Regions from separate parts of the Mus musculus genome. Here regions 1 and 3 are each linked to region 2. Evidence: chromatin contacts called from public HiCAR-type and promoter capture Hi-C data. All regions are on one chromosome and are shown on one strand. Each heading gives the region's core, a stretch centred on a gene start, on an enhancer-like site or on the middle of the called end of the contact. The rest is flanking DNA. Distances are from core to core; before and after follow the strand shown. Region 1 holds the start of Frmd3 (FERM domain containing 3). Region 2 holds the start of Megf9 (multiple EGF-like-domains 9). Region 3 holds the start of Trim32 (tripartite motif-containing 32).

Region 1 (3,374 bases), core at 816-3,315, 3.5 Mb before region 2:
AGACCCTCAGAGAAAACCACAATTGGAAACAATGCAAAGATCAAGGATTCTGGGGAATCTCGCCTATGTGGGTACTTCCTAAAGACTGCTGCATCTCTTGCTAAGGGAACATCGGGTAAAAGCTTGCAGAAAGATTACACGATGCAGAATACCAGATGTCCTCTGTGAAACAATCTTTCATGGAAATGGCGTAAACAACACCTAAACAACGGCAATATCAATATACATATAAACTGAGAGGGAGGAAATGTTTACAGAACCCTACCCTCTATAAAGAACATTGGGCAATCATGACCATGGAAAAGAAGGAGAATAGCACGTCCCAGGGATGAGTCCACTTATTGGTTATTCGATAGAAGTGATCCGCCCTGAAGCCATATGCACACAAACAATAAAAACACACTGGGAGGGTTGTGCTTATAGTCTTATGCATACATATACATATATATGTAACCATAATGATAAAAGAACAAAGGCATCAGTTGAGATTGTGGATGCGGTACGTGGAAAAAGTTGGAGAGTGGAGACTTGGGGGAGAGGATAGAAGGAGGAGGAGGAAGGAGGAAAGCGATGTAATTATATTTTAATTAAAAATGTCTTTTTAAAAATTCTGGCACAAGCTAGAGGCAGATTCCTGCCTCTTGGAGGTGTTAATCCCTTCACGTCCCACAGGCATGGGTCTTAGAACCTCAAGATATAGTAGCCTGGAAGAGGGAATCCTAGAAATAGTTAGATTTTAAACTCTGATGCTCACAGTGCTTAGCTCTGCTACAACCTTTGCAGAACTTGCATGTCATATGAGGTCATAGGAGAAGCTAACACCGACCTGCCTGAACAAGTGCAGCCAAAGGGCACACAGCCTGTTTGAGTGCATAGAAACACATAGACACATCACCACCACCACCAACAACCACCAACAGCACCAGCTGAGGCAGCAGCAACAGCAGTTTGCAAATATATTTGCGAGGCCACAGACAATGATCTCCCAAGGAAGGGAGAGGCCAATAAAAATACTAAGCAACGTGCCTTCTCCAACTTGACCACATGAATAGTCACCAAAATTCCAAGCTCTTTAACCCAAGACCCAGCTTCCTGCAGGACTCGTTTGCAAGCTTCATGAATCTTTTCCCTTTCTCTGAAACACACATTTCATGTTTCTTTAGAGGTAGCTCCAAATCGATACAAAGTGCATCCCATTCCTCAAGGCTGGAGCCCAAGATTTCTAGGAAACTTGGAGAAGTCCATTACCACACTAGAGAAATCAGGCTCCTGTCAGAGAAACAGCAGGGTACAAGAAGCAGGTTCCCAAACCGCCTGGGCGCGGGAAACAGGAGCGAACCCTGGCTGGTGGAGTCCTTTTCCACGTGGTGGATGAGAAAGAAGGACACTGGGGTAGCATGCAAGGGTCTCCCTTGGCTCCGTGGCTTCTATGTCCTGGTGAGATAGGCTCCAAAGGGACCAGTACAGCGCCAAGCGAGAGACATTTGCTTACAGTCTCAGCCTAGGAGCAACGTAAAGTGAGCCCAGGGAACACGTCAGGGTAGGGGGCTGAGGTAAGGATAACACACAGCAGATGACTATAGAGGGCCAAAGCCCCTATCTTGAGGACTGAAGCAAATCCAGCATTCCAGCCGCTCTTCTTTGCTGAGATGGGTTTCCCACCAGTGCATGCCTACCCTCAGAGCCCTCTCACTCACTCCTGCACCGTGCGAGTACCGCACGCCCTGCATCCTCCCCCGGTGCCACCGCACCTGGATATGGCAGGAGACCTCCGAGTCGTCCAGCAGTCGAATGGTGCATTTCATCTCCTGGTTGAGCGATTTGATACTGGAGCTCCGAAAGTGAATCATCTTCATAGTCCTTCTGCCTCTCGGCGCACAGTGACAAGAAGCGAACATACACAGCAGCACGCGGGAGGCAGCCGTAGGAGGCGCGGGACCCGCGCGGCCCTGGTCCACGCGGACATTCACACGTTCTCAATACAGTCGCAGCTCCGGGTGCAGCTCCGCCCGGAGACCGTGGCAGCGCAGGGCGCCTGCGGCCACCAGCGGCGAGTGGCGAGGAGAACCCGTCCCTCCCTCTCCTCTTCACACGCTCCAATCCCCGCCTCCTTTCCTAGCTAGCTCAGAGGGCACCTCCCTTGGCTTGGGCTTGAAGGCTGAGGGCGGTGGGAGCCCAGGACCCTCCTAGGGCTCGCGGTTGGAGGAGGCACAGGACCGACTGTCCCCTGACGCTCAGAAGCTCTGGCGGGGGCCACTTCCAGGGCTGCTGCTGCGTCAGGCTAGGCCCTGATGCTTTCCTCCGACTGGCCGCCTCCTCCCTCCTCCCATCGCGGTTGCTAGATGGTCCCTGCCCTGCTTCTCTTCGACTCAAAGGCGCCCTGCATTGTGAATTCCCGGATCCTGGCGGCCAGCAAAGAGTGCAGAACAACCCACACACCCTCAAGGGAATTCCGCTGATGGAGAGAACTGTTGGGCTGGAAGGGATTATCAAACAATGGCAAGAGGCACAAACATTGCACATGCACATGACCGTGGTAACAGTCTCGGATATTCCTGGCCGATTTTAAAGTTAATATTAACTGAGATCAGCCCTCGTCTTCCATCTTTAGTTAGGAATTGTCTTTCTTAAATAGTTTGATTTTTTAATTTTTAATATTTTTTTTATGGACCTATCTCCTTAGACTCCAACTAGAAGCTCTATTCTGCCCCACCCTCTTTAGGGAGCCTCCTCCACCTCCCACAGCATAGGAATCTAGTAGGAGTCTAATGACAAAGACGTTTCCCATTCTATTTTAGTCTCCTCTCTGGGTGCTGGAAACCCTGGAATTCTCTGTTGCTCTCCAGGAATTCATTGTCATCCCAATGAGCCCCTGTCCCTGTGTGAAATGCTCTAGGTTCAAGGGGTGACGGAGATGTTGCAGCAGTTACAGGTAGGTAGAACTTCGAGATGGAGGGAGAAATGTTAGAAAATAGGAATTAAATGAAAGCTGCTTTGCTCTGTTGTTTCTTTTTCAGTGAGGAATGATTGCTACCAGAAAGGCTTGTTAGCTGTCAGTTCTTTAACGTTTGCTACATATGCAGTCCCTTCATCCAGAGGGATACCCTGTGCTGTGGAGGGAAAAAGGCTGGGAAGGGATTGGCTGTGGCTAGCAGTGCACTTGGCGTTCTTCCTGTCCTGTGTATTCCCTGCTTCCTCTGCAATTCCAGCACTAGTAATCACCCTACAGTCAGGCATCTATTTCTCAATCCTCTAAACTGCAAGAGCGATCAACCTACTACTGCCCCTTGTCTGAAACCTCAGCACTAGCAATGATGAAGCTGGAGGAGAGAGTGTGAGGCCAGCCTGGATTGCTTAGTGAGACTGTATCAAAT
Region 2 (3,664 bases), core at 739-3,238:
GTGCCCAGGAGAAGTAATTAAGTCATGTGGGTGGTTCATTTTATTTGTAGTACTTATGTCTAAAAGCCATCATTAATCCTTTTAGGAAGAGGCAGGGGTTGATAGATCAGGGTTATAAACAAAGGCCGGTAGGGAACTAGGGAGGGATTAACTCCCACTCAGAAATCCAAGTCCTAGAGGATGTGGCATTTTGGTTGGGGCTGAGGAACCAAAAGAATACAGGGGAGGGACACACCATGTCCACTCCCTTCCTAAAGGCAAGTAAAAATAGAACTATGGTCAATTCTTGCTAAATATTTGTCTTTAGAACAGTTACATGGCCCTCTCATTTAGTCCCTTATTTCTTACATAGGTAGGCCTCTAAAGACACACCCAGAAACAACCTCACATTGAAAAACAGAAAATTCACACAAAACACACACCAGTGTGCATGCATTAATATCTTAAACATATCACATGAAAATACAAGTTCTTATATTTGCAGACTCACACATACAATCTTCACAGAGAGACTTACAAATGTGTTTATGCTTTCATACACAAGCTCCAACATATCCTCTCCCCACCCACTACTCACTCAGGCAAATAAATGCATGCTTTTGTTAACACACAGGAGTTCACACACAAATCTCATCCTGCCTGTCTGGTTAGAGGAGAATGACTAATGGGAAATCATGCACAAAGGCAAGCATCCTAGGAGAGGCCACGACTGGGTTTACAGTGAGGCTGTTGGGATGGAATTAAGCCATCAGATGACAAACTTGTCCTGCCAGATTGCACCTAAAAGTTGCTCAGCTGAGGCTACCATGTCCCGCAGCGCTGGATCCTGGGTGATGGTGCAAGTTTGCCTGCCTGATTTCCAACTTCCTCCAGAGTTTAATGTCATCCAGGGTCAAGCTCTGTTATCAGCCCAACCCCAATGCAGGCAACAGGCAGGAATCTCTGGGGACTCAGAGGCAATGCGGGCTGCTTTCCAACCTTAGGCTTGTCCTGACATAGTGCAACCCCAAGTGGTTAGCATTAATGACGGTTTACAACCGTGGGCCAAGCATTGGGTTAAACCCTTCAAGTACATGATTTCATTTTCACAACTCTGTGAGGGGGATGGGGTGTGCCCTCTCATCTCACCATTTACGTGGTTAAGAAAACTGCTTGAGCCACAAAACCACTCAGCAAGAGAGACAAGGAGCTGAAATTCAACCTGGTCATATTCTATTCTTTCCGAGGTTCTGAGCATAAACTGTGCATGCCAGTTTGTCTCCTCCACACCCTCTTGTGCTCAGGATGGGGCTCCAGGCCGTCCCATCTGGCTTAGTGCAGGCCCATGCCATCAGCAGGTGCTTAGTGGGGGCACAGAAGTTGGCTTGCTGAAGCCATCAGCAAGAGCTTTAATTTCCCCATCTCTGAAATGGGGTTGACAGTGTTGATACCGCAGGGCCAAGGCCGGCTGTCTTGAGCAACAGAGTGAGAGCCGAGCTCCATCTAATATATTAGCTGCCACCACCCTCGCCCGTCGCGGGGATGTAACCCAGCCCCCGCCCGAGTCCGGGTGCGGTTCCGGCGCCCCCATTGTTCAGAAGGGTGGAGACGCTGTCCACAGGGGACTCCCCGCCCCGGGTCCAGCTCGCAGCCCAGTGGAACAGATGATTTGGCCTGGAATCTGCCGCGCGGGCCGCGTCCTTTGTCTGCTCGGCGGCGTTGGATGCCCAAGGCCCGCGCCCCGCTCTGTGGGTAGACAAAGCCGGAGCCGCAGCGAACCCAGCCGGCTCCAACACCTCTCGCGCCTCCCGACGTCCCGCCCTCTTCCCTTGGAGTCCTCTGATTGGTCTGCGCCGTTACAAAGAGGCCGGGGAGCGGGCGGATCACGTGGGCCAACGCGGCTTCCGATTGGCCAGGCTTCGCTGCCTATCGAGGAGGGCGGGCAGTGCGCGCTCCGCCCAGTCGCTCCCTCCGCGTTGAGGCCCGCCCGCGGGGCCGGCCGCCTGTCAGAGGGAGGTGGCGATGGTGCTCTTGGTGGCGGCAGCGGCGGCAACGCTTTCCTTGGTCGGACGGCAGGGAGGAGAAGATGACTGACCGATCGACTGGATGAATGAATGAATGGCGGAGCCGAGCGCGCCATGAGGAGCCTGCCGAGCCTGGGCGGCCTCGCCCTGTTGTGCTGCGCGGCCGCCGCAGCCGCTTCCACAGCCTCGGCAGGGAATGTCACCGGTGGCGGCGGGGCCGAGGGGCAGGTGGTCCCGTCGCCCAGCCCGGGGCTTCGGGACCAAGCCAGCAGCCCCTTCCCTAAGACCGCGGCTCCCACCGCGCAGGCCCCGCGGACCGGTCCCCCGCGCACCACAGTCCGCAAAACCGGGGCTACAACCCCGTCAGCCGGCTCCCCGGAGATCATTCCTCCTCTTCGCACCAGCGCACAACCCGCTGCCACCCCCTTCCCGGCTCTGGACCTCTCGCCCGCCACCCCTTCGGAGGACGGACACACTCCCACCACGGAATCACCACCCTCCAGACCCGCGCCCACCACCCTTGCGAGCACAGTTGGCCAGCCGCCGACCACCTCTGTAGTCACCACCGCTCAGGCTTCCAGCACTCCAGGGACCCCAACTGCCGAGTCCCCGGACAGAAGCAGCAACAGTAGCGGAGTCCCGCCCACCGCACCTGTCACCGAAGCCCCTACTTCTCCTCCCCCAGGTGAGTCCTCTGGACCTTCCCCCAGGCACTGCCTATTTACACACCGGCCTCGTCACCCTGGCCGCTTCTTGCCCAAGAGCTTCCCAAGGGAAGATCCGAGCTCCAGTTAAAGTAAACCCCCAATCCCTCCAAATCTAGAAAGTCTTTTGTCCCCCAACCTGGTGCCATGCTCCATCCAGAGGGAGCTGCTGCTATATGGAAGGCTTAGGGTCTCTTCCTAAAACAGGGTTTTCTGGCCTTTGTCAGAGTCCCAGAATGGACACAAACTTTTGTATTGGATCCGCCCAGAAGGCCACCCTACCTGGGATATTTGGGGGAAAGTTTGAAAGCTAGGATGGTGCTTTATCAATGCGCAGGTAAAAACCTTTACGGGATTCCCCCAGATGAACAATGTAGTTTGCTTACAAACAGAAACGGCATTGTAGTCCGTGTTTTCTCTGCAAATAAGTAGATTTTATAGGTCATTTGGGACAGGTGTGTATCTAGGTTGAGCAAGTTTATAAATTAGGTTAAATCCCTTCCTTGCACCACTTCATTCTGTCTCAGTTCCAAGGTCAGTAATTGAGCAAATGCCATTTGAGCAGGGATGCCCATCTTTGCCCCTTTTTAAAGTAGGATGTTCATTACTGCTGATGCTGACATGCCAATTTCTGTTTGAACTCACAATAGGAAATGCAGCTCTTCTGCTGGTGAAAGTGTTCAAGCAAAGTTAAGATACAACTGCTGTTCTTTCACCCTTTTGCATCTTAAATAGGCCAGGAACTCAACCAATAAGGCCTACGTCTTTAAGAAATTCAGCAAGTTTTCTGAGATCTTTTGCTTTGCATTGGGGTGGAGATTTGCCCAGAGCACTTACTTGTCTAGCTTGATCTGATTGTTGACCTAATTCTTAGGCTCAGTGGTTTACTGTGGAGTCAGGTATGAAGTTTGGACTATAATTGAGTTGGTAGAAGATTTTCCCAGATGGTTAAGCCTT
Region 3 (3,558 bases), core at 936-3,435, 4.9 Mb after region 2:
TCCCTTTCCTTAGGAGAGGCTGCAAAGGGAAGACCAAGCCGACCGCAGCAAACCAGCAATGGAAGAGAGGATGTGGCGGGGAGCTACATGGCAGGAATGTGGCTTTAGACAAGTGACCTCCTAAGCCTTAGTTTCGTGGGTAACACTGAACAGTGAATGTATATTTAGAAGGAATATCATGAGAAGAAAGCACACATATTTTCAAAAGTAGTAAATTCTGAGCACTTTTACTGGGCACCAAACAGTAAGCACCCTGATTTAGTACACTGAGTCCTCACAGCCATTCTATGACGTAGGTCCCTGAAGAGCTTGTGCACTGAGAGGTCAATTGACTCTTTAAAGGTTACAAAGCAGAAAGAGAAAAATAAATAAATAAATAAATAAACAAATAAATAAATAAATAATGCCAGGATCTAACCAGAGCATTCTTGACTCTGATGCCAGGACCCATTTTGGCATGACTGCCATTTCTAGCTAAATGATAGTTTATTGTAGGGGTTGTTCACTAGAAACCAGTATCCCCCCCCCCAAGTATCCCCCCCCCCACACACACACAACCCCTCAACTATGACAACTGACAATGCCTCCATCCAGACACGGTCAAATGTTTCCTGGCAGAACAAAAGCACCCTGTCTGAGAACCCTGGCTTTAGGTAATGGCACAGGCTAAATACTCAGTAGACAGGAGGCTCCGCCTTGTTCCAACCTTGTTTTGTTTCTCACCCAGAACCATTGTCTCTGTGAGCTATAATGGACCTCCTATAAGATAATATTAGGTTGAAGATCATTTTGGCTCATACCTTGGACAGGGAAAAGGCTAGGTAGCAGAAGCCCTTAGGTAGTTCACTGCTTCTTCCCCAAGGCCTATAATATCGGGTCTGTGATGAGGAGGTGGGGGTGGTCAGAGTGGGTATAGTCAGAATACATGCCTGCCTCAGGATTAAAGGGCCTTTAGTTAGTAAGTGAGGAAGAATCTGCCCTTCAAAGAATGTCAAACTCTCCTTCAGGATTTCTGAAGACTGGTGTCTTTATTCCCAAACCCTTACATTCTCCTAAATTCCATTCATTTATACATAGTTTATTTATAAATTACTTTCAGGTCCCTGGGTCTCCAGAAGACCCTCTGGGTTCAGTTATGCCAAGACCAAAACAAAAACAAAAACAAACAAAAACCTCCTAAGAACCTACTCACAAATTTCATTTGGTTTTGAATTCTATAATCTAGTTACAGCATTCACTCCCCACCATTCATTCTCCACAAACCTCATTCTCAACGCTAAATCCCAAATCTATCATTCAACCTTTTAGACTGTATGCTGCAGCCTTGCAATTCACCAATAGCTCTTATGTGTCCCTCATCCCTCCAATACATCCTTTAATCTATTTTCAAATTCCCACATCTATCACCCCTGTATGCCATCTCCAAACTCCAATCCTGTACCTCAGATTTCTGCCCTCCTTCAATCTGATCGCTCATCTGCCCATCATCCCCATCTTGTACTGGGCCACCTCCAACCCCCGCCCCCCACCTCCGCCCCCGTCCTGCCTCACGTGTTGCCTTCAAACCTTTGCTGCGATTTTCTAACTGGGTACTGATTCCCTCGGGAACTCACCCCTCAGTCTTTCCCAGATTCCGCTACAGAAATCCCTTTCTCTTCAGCAATTAGGATCTTCCAAGACCTTGGCTGTTTTGATCTCAGATCTTGCTATCATTACACCGATCTCCTCAAAGCCCCTAAGATTCTGCCCGCCAACACCCAACCTCATCCAGGCCTGCCAAATTCCTTTATGCTTTCTGATATTCTGCACCCAGATACCTCCAGGGACGTCAGATCCTCCCATCTCCCACATGCTGCACCCCGTCTCTCCGCATGGCCCCCACATTACCTCATACCTCCCGACATGCTGCAACTGCAAATTTCCTCAGCCCCTTTGCTCCCCTCCCCCAGCTGCATCTCATCTCCGCCGAATCGCTCCTGAGCCCGTCCCTTCCGAATCCGATCCTGCCACTCCGATCCAGTCCCCAAATCCTGCCATTCAATCTTGGATCCCCGCGACCCACCACAGTCCCTGGTCGCAGACCCTCCTTCCCGCCCCCTACCTGACCGCCCGCAGCTCCGACGCGAGTCCACCGCTGCCAGCCCACCCGCCCGCTGCCTTCTGCGCATGCGCTAGCACGTCCTTCCCATGGCAGTCGCCAATTCGTACAGTCGCCTGCCCGTCAACTTGCCCCGCCTCCCGAGGCATGCTGGGGCTTGTAGGTCTGTGGGCTCAGCGCCCGCGGCCCAGCTGAATAGATAGGGATGGCTCCGGAAACCTAGGCCATTGCAGCTTTCTGCCCCGTTTCAGAGTCTAAACATGGTTAGTCAATGCTAATCCCCCAGTAGTAGTCTCCAGAAAGTTCGGGCACTTTGCAGACAGACGCCTCTTTGAAGAAGACAAGCACACTCCCTTCAAAGAGCTGCAGGTCCCCGGGCTAGGTGTTTCTGCCTGTGACACATCCCAAAGTGGAGTCACTGAACACATGCCCCTTAGGAAAGACGTTTTCTTTGCCAAACAGCGCAGAGGCGGATAGCAGAGGGAGAAACAGGGAAAAGCCTGCATTGAGCCTTGTCAGACGGGAGGTTTTGTGGCCAGGACCTCCTGGTCCTGAAGGTAGTTTGTGGACAGGTAATACCTGCTCCTGAATGCGATAAACACACAGTACTAGTGAGGAATATGAAGGAATCTGAAATATTATGCTCTCATATTTGAAATTCCACCTAGCTGTGTACCCTCTGCACAATGATAAGACAACAAAACAAAAACAGTAATACCTTTAGACACTTTCCGACAGACTACAGACTTTGAAAAGAAGCTGAGACCTAGGGGTTAAAAGGCAAAGTAACCAGTTTCTACCTGTCAGAACCTGGCTTTAATTTCCCAGAATCACTCTTAACTTCATTTTTCTACTTCTTTATCTCAAAATAAAGTTAAGGATTGTTTTGATGAGTTACTAATAACTCAGAAAGGTGGGAAAAGTAAATTTATCCCCTTCCCCCACCTCACTCCCGCCCCTGTCCCACACATCTTGTCCAAGGTTCGGTATACACCTGGCATCGATTTTGATGGAACTCTGAACCAGGCTATTCATTCTCCAACTTGTTTCTCTTCTCAGTGATTCAGGAGTTCTCACATGATTTTATCCCTGGCCGGATTTCCTGATTATACATTCTGAGTACAATTTGATATCTCAGATAATTCTAGAGCCCTGAGCCAACCCAGGCACCCAGAACTCCCAAGGCTTTCCCAGAGAATATGTGACTCAAAGTTCCTTGAAGAAATTATATCTGTGCTGGCAATTCTATGGACTGACCAAATACCTAGAACTGGGAAAGGATAAAACATATTGTAGACACATAGTCAATTTATCTTGGGCTAGCTTTAGTTCTCTTAATGGCCATTTATTAACAACCTATGACTCTGGCCTAACAATCTTCTGACTATAAGGTAAACCATTGGAATGTATAGTTAAAGTTAGAAGACTATGAGCTTCCACTAAGAATGTTATAACATCCG

Evidence for each region. Promoter capture Hi-C pulls out the DNA fragments that hold promoters and counts their contacts. HiCAR-type assays count read pairs that join an accessible place to other places.
Region 1: a HiCAR-type map of astrocytes shows a contact between it and region 2, with 4 times the contacts expected there. The contact joins the promoter of Frmd3 here to the promoter of Megf9 in region 2. A contact is called at or near these places in 2 of 39 promoter capture datasets (cranial neural crest and frontonasal cranial neural crest) and 1 of 115 datasets of contacts at active chromatin or transcription factors (astrocytes).
Region 3: a promoter capture Hi-C map of pre-B cells shows a contact between it and region 2. The contact joins the promoter of Trim32 here to the promoter of Megf9 in region 2. A contact is called at or near these places in 1 of 39 promoter capture datasets (pre-B cells) and 2 of 484 Hi-C or Micro-C datasets (CD4 T cells and CD8 T cells).

Annotation. Positions count from the first base shown.
Region 1 is chr4:74,012,294-74,015,667 of GRCm38.p6, reverse strand. Frmd3 (FERM domain containing 3) reads right to left here and starts at 2,065. Exons shown (of 14, transcript NM_172869.4): 1 at 1,752-2,065. The coding sequence starts at 1,898.
Region 2 is chr4:70,533,252-70,536,915 of GRCm38.p6, reverse strand. It overlaps Megf9 (multiple EGF-like-domains 9), which reads left to right and starts at 1,988. Exons shown (of 6, transcript NM_172694.2): 1 at 1,988-2,688. The coding sequence starts at 2,094.
Region 3 is chr4:65,603,613-65,607,170 of GRCm38.p6, reverse strand. It overlaps Trim32 (tripartite motif-containing 32), which reads right to left and starts at 2,185. Exons shown (of 2, transcript NM_053084.2): 1 at 2,102-2,185. All of the region lies in intron 16 of Astn2 (astrotactin 2), which reads left to right.